5 separate regions of the Mus musculus genome follow, and all the other regions are linked to region 1. A link is a contact called in public Hi-C and HiChIP or PLAC-seq data. All regions are on one chromosome and are shown on one strand. Each heading gives the region's core, a stretch centred on a gene start, on an enhancer-like site or on the middle of the called end of the contact. The rest is flanking DNA. Distances are from core to core; before and after follow the strand shown.

Evidence for each region. Hi-C and Micro-C count contacts between places; a contact is called where the count stands out from the background. HiChIP or PLAC-seq counts read pairs in DNA pulled down with a chosen protein or histone mark.
Region 2: a contact with region 1 is called in a Hi-C map of the N1E-115 cell line, with 12 times the contacts expected there. The contact joins the enhancer-like site here to the promoter of Abca1 in region 1. A contact is called at or near these places in 6 of 39 promoter capture datasets (the C10 cell line, embryonic stem cells, hippocampal neurons and 2 more), 18 of 484 Hi-C or Micro-C datasets (the G1E-ER4 cell line, the N1E-115 cell line, Sertoli cells and 11 more), 11 of 115 datasets of contacts at active chromatin or transcription factors (astrocytes, cardiomyocytes, embryonic basal ganglia and 6 more) and 3 of 9 other capture datasets (adipose tissue, liver and macrophages).
Region 3: an H3K4me3 HiChIP or PLAC-seq map of bone marrow-derived macrophages shows a contact between it and region 1, with 5 times the contacts expected there. The contact joins the enhancer-like site here to the promoter of Abca1 in region 1. A contact is called at or near these places in 2 of 39 promoter capture datasets (liver and pre-B cells), 2 of 484 Hi-C or Micro-C datasets (pro-B cells and transitional/marginal zone B cells), 2 of 115 datasets of contacts at active chromatin or transcription factors (bone marrow-derived macrophages and embryonic limb bud) and 4 of 9 other capture datasets (adipose tissue, embryonic stem cells, liver and 1 more).
Region 4: an H3K4me3 HiChIP or PLAC-seq map of bone marrow-derived macrophages shows a contact between it and region 1, with 6 times the contacts expected there. The contact joins the enhancer-like site here to the promoter of Abca1 in region 1. A contact is called at or near these places in 6 of 39 promoter capture datasets (the SN4741 cell line, embryonic stem cells, hematopoietic stem and progenitor cells and 2 more), 5 of 484 Hi-C or Micro-C datasets (the G1E-ER4 cell line, the N1E-115 cell line, the STO cell line and 2 more), 7 of 115 datasets of contacts at active chromatin or transcription factors (bone marrow-derived macrophages, embryonic stem cells, forebrain and 2 more) and 3 of 9 other capture datasets (adipose tissue, liver and macrophages).
Region 5: a contact with region 1 is called in an H3K4me3 HiChIP or PLAC-seq map of bone marrow-derived macrophages, with 6 times the contacts expected there. The contact joins the promoter of Slc44a1 here to the promoter of Abca1 in region 1. A contact is called at or near these places in 15 of 39 promoter capture datasets (the 3T3-L1 cell line, 3T3-L1-derived adipocytes, the C10 cell line and 10 more), 1 of 15 datasets of contacts at CTCF or cohesin (embryonic stem cells), 17 of 484 Hi-C or Micro-C datasets (CD4 T cells, CD8 T cells, the G1E-ER4 cell line and 11 more), 16 of 115 datasets of contacts at active chromatin or transcription factors (astrocytes, bone marrow-derived macrophages, craniofacial prominence and 10 more) and 5 of 9 other capture datasets (adipose tissue, embryonic stem cells, liver and 2 more).

What each region holds. Positions count from the first base shown.
Region 1 is chr4:53,158,448-53,161,215 of GRCm38.p6, forward strand. Abca1 (ATP-binding cassette, sub-family A (ABC1), member 1) reads right to left here and starts at 1,448. Exons shown (of 50, transcript NM_013454.3): 1 at 1,229-1,448.
Region 2 is chr4:53,591,333-53,594,100 of GRCm38.p6, forward strand. It overlaps a transcript of Slc44a1 not described here. Among named protein-coding and RNA genes, the nearest start is that of Fsd1l, 39 kb to the right of the region's middle. Within about 2 kb of position 1,344, at least 29 of the 459 cell types and tissues checked have an H3K27ac peak or open chromatin away from gene starts, as enhancers often do. A contact at or near this core is called in the N1E-115 cell line, adipose tissue, heart atrium and 3 more, where this site is marked.
Region 3 is chr4:53,510,901-53,513,668 of GRCm38.p6, forward strand. All of the region lies in intron 3 of Slc44a1 (solute carrier family 44, member 1), which reads left to right. Among named protein-coding and RNA genes, the nearest start is that of Slc44a1, 72 kb to the left of the region's middle. Within about 2 kb of position 1,426, at least 146 of the 459 cell types and tissues checked have an H3K27ac peak or open chromatin away from gene starts, as enhancers often do. A contact at or near this core is called in adipose tissue, bone marrow-derived macrophages, pre-B cells and 2 more, where this site is marked.
Region 4 is chr4:53,463,113-53,465,880 of GRCm38.p6, forward strand. All of the region lies in intron 1 of Slc44a1 (solute carrier family 44, member 1), which reads left to right. Among named protein-coding and RNA genes, the nearest start is that of Slc44a1, 24 kb to the left of the region's middle. Within about 2 kb of position 1,394, at least 9 of the 459 cell types and tissues checked have an H3K27ac peak or open chromatin away from gene starts, as enhancers often do. A contact at or near this core is called in bone marrow-derived macrophages, where this site is marked.
Region 5 is chr4:53,438,976-53,441,743 of GRCm38.p6, forward strand. It overlaps Slc44a1 (solute carrier family 44, member 1), which reads left to right and starts at 1,441. Exons shown (of 16, transcript NM_001374697.1): 1 at 1,441-1,741. The coding sequence starts at 1,709.

The DNA.
Region 1 (2,768 bases), core at 198-2,697:
AACAGTTTAATAAGTATTTCTCTCTTTTCCAGAGGTAAGTGCAGAAACCAAAACAGGCACCTATCCACAAGGTTGTCATCAGCCAACATCCCCAAGAACCTCATTGAGCAACGGTCTGGGAGTCAGGAAACAAACAAACAAACAAAAAACAAAAACAAAAAAGAAAAAAACAACAACATGAAAACATAGACTGGCTTTCTTGGCCTCGGGTTTCCTCCCAGTTTGGAAACACCAGTTTTGACCAGATTCACAGTGAAGCAAAAGGACTAGAGACTCTCACTCCGCACCAGGCCATACCTAGGCTACCCGGCCAGGAGGCGCTGCGGGCCAGTCTCCAGGGGCCACCCGCAGGCCGCCCAGCCCCCACCCCCTGGCGGCGGAGCCCGGCCCAGCACCCGAGCTGCGAGTTCTGTGCTGCCCGATGGGGTTACTTGCGGTCATTCGGCTGCACAACCTAGCCCCAGCTTCCCAATCGGTGCTCAGCCCGAAGTCTCCCCAAGGGAAGACTAGCAAAAAGCAGTAAGATGAGGGTGGATTGGGCACCCCAGTTTCGGGTTTCTGCAGACTCTCTTAAGTTTTCTGTCTTTAGAAGGAACAAAAGTGGTCTCCCACTTTGCGCCAGGGACTGCAGCCCTCCAGAGCGCAGGAAGCCTGTGGGCAGGACCCCGGAGTCGAACAAAGCCCAGAGAACTCAAGCAGCAGTAACATAAAAGACCCCGTTTAGGACACTTCCTACTAGAGTTCTTTGGAAACAAGGACATGCAGTCCCAGTCCCGGGAAGAGAACCTCCAAGTCAGAGGCCAACACAAACCAGTTAAATAATGGAGTGAGGACTCAGATGTGACACTTGTGGGCGACGGCCTACCCCGCGCCAGACAAAAGGAGACCCTTTGTAGAGGATTCCCTTCTCCCTACCCCACTGGCTGTACCCCGAGGACGTCCGGGAACCTTGGCTCACACTGCGCCCAAGAGGCGAGTCTCCGACGCCGGAGATGCTCTCGCTGGTCTCCGATTCCGGGAGACCCGAGTGCGGCAGTTCTGAGTCCCAGGGTCGACAGGGCCCGTCCCAGAACATTCTTTCCCTGTTTATGCCTCCCCTGTACTATTTGCATCCCCAGAAGTAAGGTACATGGGAGTTCGAGTCCCCCCAGTGTCCCCAAAACGGAGAGCTTCCCAACGCTTCCTTGGCCCCGAAACAAAATGCCCAAGTCACTGAAGAACCTCTTACCTGTTTTCCACTTTGCTGTTTGAGTCTGTTTTCCCTACCCCTGCACAAACCCTTCCAGAAAGGGGAAGAAAAAAGTGGGGGGAAACAGGGAGCAGAGCAGCTCCCCAAGCCGGCTGTGGTTGCGCGGGTCCCGCGGCGCCCCCTGCCCAGCTTTGCGCTGCGCCGCGGAGAGAAGTGGGCTCTGCCGGTCCCGGCCCGCTCGCTCGCCCTCGGAATTACTGGTTTTTGCCGCGACTAGTTCCTTTTATAGATTCGGCTGTGCCGAGCGCCGGGGTTACTACCGGTCAAACGCTGTTCTCTCCCTCTTTCCCCCGCCCCCTTCCCGGCCTCTGTTTATGTAGTTCAGTCACTCAGCAGAAAGCACGTGGAGACATGGCCCGCCCCTTAAACCGGCGACAGTGCGCCGCCGCAGCGGGCACTGGGGGCGCATGGTGAGAGCTTTGTGGGGCCCGCTTTCTGTAGCCCTGGCCCTGACCTGCTAGCCTTCGGGAAACGGGAAACTCCGGACTTGCGCTGAGCCAGGGACTCCACATTCCCGGCAGAGGAGGAAAGGGGAAAAGCTCGTTCTCTAAACTCCTCTTTCTGCAATTGTTTGGGGTTTTGTGGGTGTTGCTTTTTGAGTTTTGTTTGTTTTGTTTGTGTGTGTATGCCCTCTTCCTCTCTCCCTCCCGCTCTCCCTTACTCCCACTCTCCCCCCTCTCCTTTTGTTAGTTTGCTCAGCCCCCAACTTGGGAAGGAAAACTCCCCACCCCACCCCACCCCCAGATGCCAACCATTTTCGGTCTCTTCCTTTTCTTCCTTTAAAAGTCCTAGATTGGGGGAAGGGATGTGGAATGGACAGTGAATATCAGCCTATTTTGGTGTCTGCCTCAAACCTTTACATTGATTTTGAAGAGAAGATCTCTACCTTCCAGGGACCTAGTCTGCACCTTCTACACACACACACACACACACACACACACACACACACACACACACACACCTTCCAGGGACCTAGTCTGCACCTTCTACACACACACACACACACACACACACACACTCCACTAGTAATAGGTACCTATAAGCCACAAGGGGCAGCTGTGGTCACAAGAGTGGGTTTTGATGATGTCAAACGACCAAAGTTAGATAAAGTTTTTCTGCCTCTATTTTATTTGTTTTAATTGAGACAGAGTCTCATGTAGTCTGCTCATAAACTCAATAACCTTGAATTCCTAATCCTCTTGCCTCCCAAGGCCTAAAATTACAGGAACAGAGTACCACACCCACATTTGTACAGTGCGGAGAGATGGAACCCAGCCTCTTGCATAGCAGGCAAGCATTCAGCCAGCTGAGAGCTACATCCTTGGCCCTTGCTTCCTGTCTCTCAAGAGAGAACGTTCTCTCTGCCTCAGAGTTTTCTGAAAATGAATTTCGTTGGAACTTTTGAAGTCCTCGGAAGAAGAGTGCCAACACCAGAATCCTACTGACTGAACATCAGTGCCAATCTCTAGTGACATCCATACCCTATAAACCATTTCCTATGCCAGACTTTTAAAAGTCC
Region 2 (2,768 bases), core at 94-2,593, 430 kb after region 1:
TCTGTCTATGGAAACCAACTATTATTTGGGGAGTTTCCATTGTGGATGAACCCAGCGCTCACCCATCTCCCAAATATAACTTAATATTAAGGTGACTTAGCAGTATGAATGCTGATTATATAGTTCATTCAATAACAGAGCACAGGTGCAGTGGACTAAATCTGACAAGCCTGGAGTTTAATGGTGATAATGCATTTGCTTCCATGGGCCCATAAAGCCAGGTCACAATGGACAAATGAGGCGGGTGTGCCCTGGGGACCTTCTGAATGGCATCAGTCTTATTAAGAAAATGGCGGAGTTCCTATCACAGAGTAGGGACTCTCGGTTGTGCGTCCCCAGCACTCCCTATGCCTTCCCATTACGCATCTGAATTCAAGGCGCACTCTGTGTGAGCTGATGGTGGGTGTTCGAGCTTGGGCGATTCTTCGGCTCTATTATCAGCACGGCAGACAGCAGGAGGAGGGAGATGAGTCTGCATTACTTTTTGTAGGTCAGCCTGTACCTGAACATAAACAAATGGAACACTTTCAGAGAACGCCTGGAAAAGATATCTGCTTGAAAAAGAGACAGGCTAGTTATTCATATCTCATGGGATGATGTAGGAAAATAAGCCGTTTCTATAATCTCATCCCAGACCCCTGAAAGAGCCTAGTGATTACAAAGACATATTTCTGTTCCATCTGCCAATTAACATGTTAGTCATGCGTTTCTATCCGGCTGCTGTAGTGACTGCTAATTGTCTTACCCAGTGTGGATGATACCGGCCTTCCTCATGGATAGAACCCAGATGCCACGTCGATGGGCCAAGTGCAACACCTTATCATAGTTCCCAGAGGCTTGCAGTGGCCCTCTGACTAGTGAGATGCAAGCTGCGGTATTACGATATTCCCAGTTCTGCCCACCTGACATAGCTGCTTCCTGTCTTGATTTCCTGGTTTTTTGTTTGTTTGTTTTTGTTTTGTTTTGTTGCAGTTGTTGTTGTTTTTTGGTTTTTGGCTACCAGAGGGACAACTGTAATGGCTGTAATCTCCCAAGCCTACGTGACACCCAGACACTGACAACGACAGTACTGGAAGATGGAGCATCTTCGAAGAGTTCCCCAGATCTGGCCTTGCTGACTTTGGGCTGGCTCCAGGAGAACTGATCCCTTTTCTCTTTTGTTTTGTTTTGCACAGTTGACACCATGTCCTAACTTAGGCGCTGTGCTCGGTCTCGAGGGGCAGAAGGCTTTCCTGTCGGATACTCAGGCATTTCCCATTTATCAAACAGGATGTGAGGAAAACTCAGAACTGAAGCAGGCCCGAGACTGACTTAATTCTGGGGAGGAAGTGAAGGCCCAGGCTCTGGAGAGAGCTGCAGAAGCTGGTGACACTGGCTGCAGCTGGGACATTACAGTATTGAACGCATAGTGTAAGGTCGCTTCAGGGACCACAAACTCCATTCTAGTGTAAGACATTTTCTAATGGTCAGGAAAATGTTAAAATGTAGAGAGCACCTTCTTGGAGACAGGGGGTAGGAAGAATAGGAAGAGGAACTGTGGGAGGGGAGACCAGAAGGGGACAATGGCTGGATTATAAAGAAATAAAATAATAAGAAGAAGAAAAAAATGAAGGTGGACTCAGGGCATGCTGAGTTCGTTCACTGAGCAGTGGTTTCTGCCCATGGGTGGCATTCAGATGCATGCCTTTCATTAAAGTCTCTTACTCTGTGCTCTCTGTCATCCTCCCTGGATAGCCACAGAATGGAAACTTTAAATTTCCCATGGAATTTTTGTTTGTATTTCATTTGTAGCAATGTAACTTACCTCCCTCTCCCTCTCCCTCTCCCTCTCCCTTCCCCTCTCCCTCCCCCCTCCCCCCAGTCTGTGGATGTGGATGTGCCAGAAGTCAACTTCAGATGTGATACCTCAGAATGCTTTCCATCTGTGTTTTGAGACAGACTCTCACTGGCCTGGAACTGATCAACTGAACCTAGGATCAGACAGGCCAGAGATTCCTAGTGATCATAGGCAGATCTGCCTCCCAGTGCACCGACAACCACACCCTTCTCTCTGACTCGGTCTCTCCCACTTCCGGTTGTGTCTTATTTAGGTTTACCATTGCTATGATGAAACACCATGACCAAAAGCGAGTTGAGGACAAAAGGGATAATTTGGTTATGTTCCCACCTCCATAGTCTAAGCCATCGCCCCCTGTGGTTCTGGGGGTTCAACTCAGAACCCCATACTTATGCAACAAGCATCTCCCCAGCTCACCCCAGCTCATTTTAGACTATCAGAGTTGTTATTTAACTTGGATTTATCATGTTAATGTGGCAGTAAAACACAGCAACATTTTGATTTTCAGATACTAATGGGTATATTTCTTTTAATCTGTGTTTAAAGCCATAGTAATAAGATCCATTCCCAACTACACTGTTACTTTTATGTCCAGTAAACTAGCCATTAAGACCATTTTTGGCAGCAATTTCTGTAAATACATGAATATTCTTTGTGGAAAAGGGGTCTTTTTCTTTCCTTGGTGGAGACCAGGCTCTTTGATGGGTAGATTTGAGAAAAGCTGAGTCTTTATTGGATCTAATGAATGATCCCTTGATGAAGTCTAAATTCACAGGATGAGCTTCATGACTTTGTAGAAGTGCCCCATAGGAACTGGCAACTGGTAAGGGCTCAACAGATGCTTGGTGAATGGATAAAAGAACAAACAAGTCCCCTGGTAGCCCAACTGACTCATGAGTTGAGACTACAAGACAACAATGTTCAGTATATA
Region 3 (2,768 bases), core at 176-2,675, 350 kb after region 1:
TTCCTTTCCACCTCATTTTTACCTGGCAAAATTTACACAAGTGTCATCTTTTTAGTGATTCCATAAATGATAATGGATTCCTTTTTCATTGCAGGCATTATTTAGGTACTGAGGGTATAGAAATAGATTCAATAGTCAACCAGCCCTGCTCTCCTAGAGTTGATTGCTACTGGTGGAGATTGATAGTAACACATATGTAAGTGCTGAGGAGCAAATAAGGCTGGTTTTCTCTCTCTCTCTCTCTCTCTCTCTCTCTCTCTCTCTCTCTCTCTCTCTCTCTCTCTCTCTCTCTCTCTCCCTCTCTCTCTCTCTCCCCCTCTCTCTGTCTCTGTCTCTGTGTGTGTGTGTTGAGGGGCAGGGTTTCACAGCCTAGTTTAGGTTGACCTCAGATTAGCACTTTCCAGTCTCAGCCCCTGTGTCTCCTGATGCTGTCCCTAGTCTGTTCATGACAGCAGTGCACGGTCACCGCTTAGAGCTCCCTCTTCCTAATGCTGCCACAGTGACAAATCTCAAGGTGTGTTTTTGGTTTTTATTTTGTTTTGTTTTGTTTTTGTCTTTGTTTTCTAGTGTTTTTTGCTTGAGCGGGTATTGAACCTTTGAATACATGCTAAGCAAGTGCTATAGCACTGAGCTACATCCCCACCCTTGCACATGGACTCTTGAGGGACAGATATTGAAGCTGTAGAAGTACATGTGCTTATGGGCAGAGGGAGACTGTTGCAACCATCGTACAACCCCCTAGATCACAATCTACTCTTAGTCACTGTGCCCAGCCAGCCTCTCTTAATTCTGTTGTTCCAGAGTGTTGGGGGGCAAGCATGTTTTATTAATGGTGTGTTGTTGTAGTTAGCTAGGTTAGTTTGTAGTTAGCTTGGTTTGGGTATGCACTTCCCATAGTTCTGTGGGTTAAATAAGATGGCCCTCCTTGGGACACTTGGATCCTGGCCCCGTGTGATGCCTGGACTTGCCTTTCCTTGTCTTTCCTCCTCCTCCATGGAAGGAAGAGGTCTCTTTGGGCAGAACTCTTCCGAGGGTAGAGAACAGATCCTCTGCAGCCTGCATTTAGAATCAGCAGAAGGCCTGCATTGCTGTTATTTAGCAGTAGCAGAAGGGTCTGCATCGCTGCTGGGTATTTTATTTTGGTGACTCACTAAGGGCAACGTGCTCCATAGAAAGGGGCTGTACATTATAAACTGATTCCAGGTAATAATTGGACAAATGATCAGACTCCATTTTTATTCCCCTCTGGGGAAGACATGTGTCAGGACTCGCTAAAGCGGAAGCATCCGAGGGGCTTTGCTGCCAGCTTCTCAGCCTTAGTGCCGCAGTGCTTGATTAGAGAGGAGAGAAGCCAAATCCGGCAGGAGGCGGCCAGCAGACCTGGTATCTGTTTGCCACCTCTTGCTCCAAAAAAGCCTTACTGCAGAGTTGCCATGGCAGCAGGAGGCAATTTAATGGCAAGGGCTCATCTCTGGATCCGCACTGCTGTGCCCAGCTTTTCCCCCTGGCCTTCAGTTTGATCAGCTGCTTACACCAGGGCCTTACTGTGAGGTGTCCTTGTAGCTACACATTGCCTTATGGAGCAAAGTGTGAGATCCCCTGAATTCTCAGGACAGCCACCTCTCCCCCCCACCCCCCAAACACTTCTCCTCGGCACATATCTCTTTGATGTTCCACCCTAGAGTCAGCCCTATCCGATCATTTGCAGTTCCTTAAATATGCTCTTTCATGCTTCTGCGCTTTTAGGCATGCGGTTTCCTCTGCCCGAGTGCTCCCTTCCCCATCTGTCTGGAAAATTCCTACTCAATTTCAAAATGCAGCTTAGACTCCTCCTCCCCCTCCCTCATGCTCTCTCTCACCCTCTTTCCTCCTTGCAGATCTGTACAGCTTCTACAGCCATCTCAACCTCGTCACGTGGGGTTGAAATGACTCGTTGTACTCCTGCCTCTTTTTCTGTAGTCTGAGAGTTATTTGCATTCAAAATTTGTGTTTTGTAGATTTTTGCACTGAAAGGGCCTTTCCTGGGAGTAATATGTAACAATGTTTGTGGAATTACGGGATGCTTTTTTGTGAATTAAGTCCTGTCTAATGCTAATCCTTTGAGTGCTGTTCCCTACAAAGGTAAACCACTGCATTGTAAGTAGTCAGAGTTCCTTCTGCTACAGACCTGATGGACCAGCCAGCCATCAACCTGACACTGGTGGCTGTGCCCTGTCTTTCCAGTTAGGATCAGAGAGAATAACATTTGTGGGTCAGACTTTACGTCTATGCGATCTCCAATTGTTACCCACCATCTGGATCCCTCCGTGGGCTATTGAATTGTAGTATGCTGAGGACACAGCCTCTGAGGCTTTGTGAGATACAGTAACTCCTTGGTAAATCTCATTTTCTCTACCTTCTTCTCTTCTTGGTGGGGACAGTAAAAGCCAAATAGAGGTTCAAGCCACCGTTAAACATGTAGCAGCATCTAACTGGGTTTCATCATCTCACTCTGAGCACAGCTTTTCAAGTTACTCCTTTCCTGTGGCTCTTTTCCTTTTCCTGACCGCCTGTGATTTATGGCTTGCGCCTTCCCTGTTGCCCATTCTCATGTTTGGTGCCTATGTCCTGTGTACTGTGCAGACACGCTGCTTTTTGTGGGTATTCTAACCTTTCTTTCCTCCTGGAAAGAATTTGGTATTTCCAGATTTCCAAGTTAGAATAGATTTTGCTTCATTTCTTCTTCAAATAACCCCAGAACCCACCTGAACTGAGCCTGTGCTTAAACC
Region 4 (2,768 bases), core at 144-2,643, 300 kb after region 1:
CAATCTTGTGTGTCGTCAGGGGGTCGGACAAGTCCAGCCACTCAAAGCCCTGTCATTCTCAGTGTCCTTGATCTGCAGACACGGCTCTATAAATCTCTGGAACAAGTTTTCCCAACTTAGCTGTAGGTCTGCAGTAAAATAAAGCCCACTTGTCCGCTTCATCTTCTCCAGATTCTTGCTGCATTTGTGGTGATTAAGGTGACAGCCTCAAGAGGCACAGTCGTAAGCTGTCAATTCGTTCATCATCTCATACAGCGAGCCTGATTCATTCATTCAGTGAGTAGACACTGAGCATTTTCATGTGCTAGAAACTGTTTTACATTCTTGGGATATAACACAGAATACCTAGGTGATCTTCCAGACTACAAAGATCTATGACTAGGTAAGATACCGTAATTTAGCTAACAAAGATGTTCACTGTATGGAGAGAAGCGAGGTATGAAAGAGGGTGAGCGTCGACCATAGTGTGTGTGTATGTGTGTGTGAGTGTGTTCATGAAAAGCCTCCCTGAAATGAAGAGACAAACTAGGTTGATAGCCAGGAAAGGAAGGATAGTAAGTCAAAACGGAAGAGACAGAGCTGCGTTTGAGAGGGAGAAAGGGCAGTCAGAACGCCAGAGTGGCTGGGCAGCTTGAGGTCAGAGGTAGTGGGTACCAGGGACCTAGGATGCTTTACATCGTATAAAAACTTCATCTTTTCACGGCTGGAGAGATGTCTCAGTGGTTGGGAGCTATGACTGCTTTCAGAGGACCCACACTGGGTGTCTCACAACCCCTCTAACTCTGGCTCCAAGGGATCTAAGGCTGTCTTCTAGCTTTCACAGGTACCTGCGTGAACCTGGTACACACACATAGGAAAATAAATATTTTTTTAAAGAATGAAATTTTAATGTGTTTGAATTTGTAATGACTACGGACCTTTTTATATTCTATCTCATTCTCTACGCTATCTATCTATCTGTCTGTCTGTCTATCTATCTATCTATCTATCTATCTATCTATCTATCTATCTATCATCTATCTTTCTATCCACCTACCTACCTATCAGATATCAGAGTACCCTATAGTAAGCAGAAGATGGCATCAGTTCAAATTGTTTCTATGAGGGATTCAAATGTTTCTGCTACCATACTATGTAGGGAAGCCTAGAATAACTCCATATGTGCAGACTCAGGCACTGGAAACAATAGGGTTGATGGGAAAAGAGAGTTAGGGTAGGACACTAAACCAAGAAAGCTTAAAGAAAGTCCAGTAATTGCTAAAAGTACGAATGAATAAACAGCTGTCTAGAGTTATGCCTGTTGTTTATCTAGGCTCACACTGGGGAAGGTCTGTGTCATCTCATGTTATGGAATCCTGTGTCCTTTGAGAAGGAAGTCTTGCTTCTGATACATCATTTCATAAGAGGCAAAGGGCTGGTCTAGTGTACAGCCTGATTAGTTCAGACAGAGAGGAAGGCCTGGGCATCTCCTTCTGCATCTGCAGCCCACATTGAAAAGAAGTCAGTGTTCTGAAGCCACTGAGTTGGTCACCACATAAGCTCCGGGAAGTCATTTCTGTAGATCTCCAGCCATCCTCCCACCCAAGGTTGTCTTCTGTTGCCAATGCTTTCTCTTTAATAATAGTGAAAAAAACTTACCTCTGCTTGAACACATCAGCATGCTGGGAAAAATCTCCTGGGAGCCAGTGTGACCTTAGGACATAATGCTGACTGATGCCAGTTGGGTATGAGGCCGGAAACACTGTAGAGTCGACTGTACTGCTGCCCTCGTTGTTTCTTAGGTCTGACCTGCAGCTAGGATCAGCTTCTTTGCGATTCTTGTTCAAATAGATACTCAGGGATTGCAGATATGGTTCAGTTGTAACATACTGGTCTAGCAAACATGCAGACCTGGGGTTTTATTCCTAATACTGCACGTGAAGATATGTGGACATTTAGCAAGAAATACCATAACATTAGTTTAATAGTGTGAAGAGAGGTATAATAGTGTATATTTTTAAATCTAGCACTTGGGAGGCTGAGGCAGAACTGCAGGTTCAAGGCTAGCCTGGGCTATTTAGACTTCAAGGTTATTCTGGGTCATTAATGACTTGATATCTCAAAAACAAAAATAAAAATAAAACAAATGTGGAAAAAAAGCCCAACATCTGTTTTAAAAGCAATTTTAAAAAAATCACACATATACAAATAGTGTTGCGTTGGGGATGAAAATGGCTCAACTGTTTGGAGCACTGGCTGCTCTTTCAGAGGACATTTTAATTCCCAGCATTCACAATGGCAGCTTATAACTATCTGGAGTGCCAGTCCTTAGAATCTCATGCTCTCTGTTGGTCTCTACAGGCAGTGCACACACATGGTACACAGACAGTCTCTCAAACACGCATACACATAACATTAAATAAAATGTCAAAAAACCTTAACGTATTTAAATAAAACCCATTGCTACATCTTTAACAAGACTCACTTGTTAGGTAACTTAATGTCTTTGACAGTGAGGACTTAGTTTACGTTAGACATTTATACTGAGATTATTATCACCATTAACATTGTTCTAGAAGATTAATTAGTGCAGTAAGCCATAAAGCCAAAAACAAGAAGAATGACTGTAAGCGGTGAGTTAGGAAACAAAATCAACTACATTTATTAATAAGTTCTGTGGAACACAGTAGTCTGCATGTGTAGTTAAGTAAGAAGTTGTTTATTAAAGGAGTCATTGTGAATCAACAAACCATTTATTAGTTATTAGATTTAGTTAAAAGCTTTGGATA
Region 5 (2,768 bases), core at 191-2,690, 280 kb after region 1:
GAGTGCTTATTCACTGACCTGTCCACTGCCTACCCACATTATTTAATCTTACACTTTGCAGCCATCCCTGCTATCAGGACTTCACAGAGGATCATGAGGTTTGGAGGAACAAGCCATCCAGGAAATGGTAATGCAAAACACCAACTAGGGAATTTTCTGTGTGTGAGTTTGTCTCCATTCCATACCCCTCCCACCCACACCCATTCCCCACCCTCTTGTTTAGATTTCTCCTTTCCTTGCTCCTCTAGTCAACTTCCCCTTTGAGTTTGAGTCACCTTGAAATCTGCCTTTTATGGACAAGTCAGCATTTCTGGGGTCTCACTCTGGTATCTTTGCAAACCTTTTGATCCCAGTCTTTGCAACACCTTGACAATATGAAACAAGACCGGAATGTTTATATGAGTGTTAGATACATGCGCGTTTCGGTGATAGTTAATCATGACCTTGTTTACTCTCGCCATTTTTAAACTGCTCTCGCTTCACTGTATCTGTAATGACTTCCCTAACATTGGAAATTTCTTAAAGGTTGTGCATGTCTAACTTGTTGCTACCCCCAACGCATATTAATACAGGTTTCGTTTTTTTTAATAAGAGAGTAGCAACTTTGCCTTTTATCGCCTGTTTAATCTTAGTGCCATAAATTTCTAGACTGTAATATAGTGAGTGCCTCGGTAAATATTTTAAAGATGAATTGGTGCGTGTGTTTATGTGTGTGCCCGCGCTACCATGTGTAAGAAAGTTTAGTGAAGAACCAACATGGCTTTGACTTGAGGGCCTGGAGTACTACCTTCCCCTCCCATTTCTGGCTCTTTTACTACAATTTCCAGTTGGGTGCTCTCACTGTCGTCGGCCTCCTTCAAGGCTTAGTGTCCACATCAGCAAAATGGGGCCAGGAGCAACAGATGATATTTTTCCACTTCCATCACCCATTCCTTCTCCATGGGAGGTTTTGCAAATACTCTCTCTTCTGGGTAACATAAACAGCCGCCAGAGCCCTAAAAAAAGCTCCGGGTCAGTGACCTCAGAGGCGCTCCCACCCGGGAGAAGGAGCGACCCCCGGTGACCTCCCCGTGCCTCGCGCGTACAGAAGCAAGTCGGCCGCCTTCCCTCTGCGAGCCCGCCGGGTCCACGGGCGCCTCGGCCTCAGACGCCCTCTCGCCGCCCCGAGGCAGAGCTCGGCCTCGGTGCCACCGCGAAATGGGCCCGGCGCCGCGCAGACTCCTGCGCGCGCCCAAGGGCCCGGCCTCGTTCTGGGCTGCCGTCGTCCCCGCCGTCCGCGCCGCGCGGCGCTGCACTGGGGGCGGGGAGTCTGATGGGAGACGCGCGCGGCGCCGAGGAGGAGGCGGCTGCAGCCCGGGAGAGGGAGCGGGAGCGGGACTGGGAGCGGGTGGTGGGAGGCGGGGGCCAGGGGGAGGGGCTGCCGCCGCCGCCCGCCCCTTTCCGCTGGGGAGCAGCTGCAGCAGCAGGAGCGGAGCCGGAGCCGCGCAGCCGCCGCCGCCGCCGCTGCCGCCGCCGGGGGATGTGGCCGGCGCCTGCCCCGGACCGCGCAGCCTCCTGAGTTCTTGCCGCTGTCGCCGTCGCCGCCGTCGCTGCCGAGTCGTGCGGGGCCAGGCCGCGCCCTCCCCGGGCGCCCGCCGGCTCGCATGCCGAGGGGCTCCGGGGCGTAGCTGCGCGCCCGGCGCCGCCTCCGGGCTCCTCCGGCCCCGCCATGGGCTGCTGCAGCTCCGCCTCCGCCGCGCAGGTGAGGGGCTCCCGCCTCCCGGCCGCCCGCCCGGATGCCACCCCGCGCTGTGAGCGCCTGCCGAGCCGTGCCCTTCGCTCCCCTGCCGTGCCCTGCGCCCCTCCGGTCCCCGCCGACCTCGGCGCTTCGTGCCTGGTCCCCCAATGCCCGCTGCGCTCCCTCCCCCGCTTTCGCACCTGAGCAGCCCGTCCCGCCCGTCTGCAGGTAGAGGCGCCCCGGGCGCCCGCTCTGCCCCGGGGAGGCATACGCTTCCCTCTCCTTGGGGCCCGCCAGCCTGCTCTCCACCTCCGCCGAGCCCCCCCGCCACCCACAGACTGTTTTCCGTGTCCCCAGAAGGTGTACCCCAGCTTGGGCTCTTCACCTCTCTTCCACCTTATTCTAGTTTCGGATCCATTTAATAAGCTGCCCATTTCCCCTGGTCTGCGGGCCCCCTTGGCCGGGATCAGGTGCTTCACTGGGTCCCGGTGCCCTTCCAGGGCCCATTTCACAGATCCCACCCGCTCGTTCCCCATCCCATCCCCCCTCTGTGCCTTGACCCTGAGCACCGCGGCCTCTCGGCGCACCGAGGCCCCTGCGGGAGCGGGGGGACTGGGCTGGGAAGGAGATTGGGCACCTGGTGGGTGACGGGAGCGTTACGGAAACTCCCTCTTTGTTGCCAGTGTAACAGGAGGAAGAGGTGCCGAATTTAGTTTTTCTGTGGGCACTGGCTGGATGTTGTCGCTGAGGGCTGAGATGCAGAGATTTCTCTCAGCTGCCACCCTGCCCCCATCCAAATTTCGCTAGCCGCCTTCTCTTTCCGATCAGAGCCTTTAACCTGGGTGGAAATGTTTGGACAACTGTGTAAGGATCAGATGTAATAGAACTTGACTGCTGGCCACTAATAACTGAGAGGACCTGTTTGTAAATTATCTAATTTAGTGGATTAGTGAGTGTATTTACAAATACGATAAAAAGCAATCAGGAATACTGCATCAAACTGTCTGGTGGTGGTGTATGAAAAATAGGCTCTGACAACGCCTGGGATGTT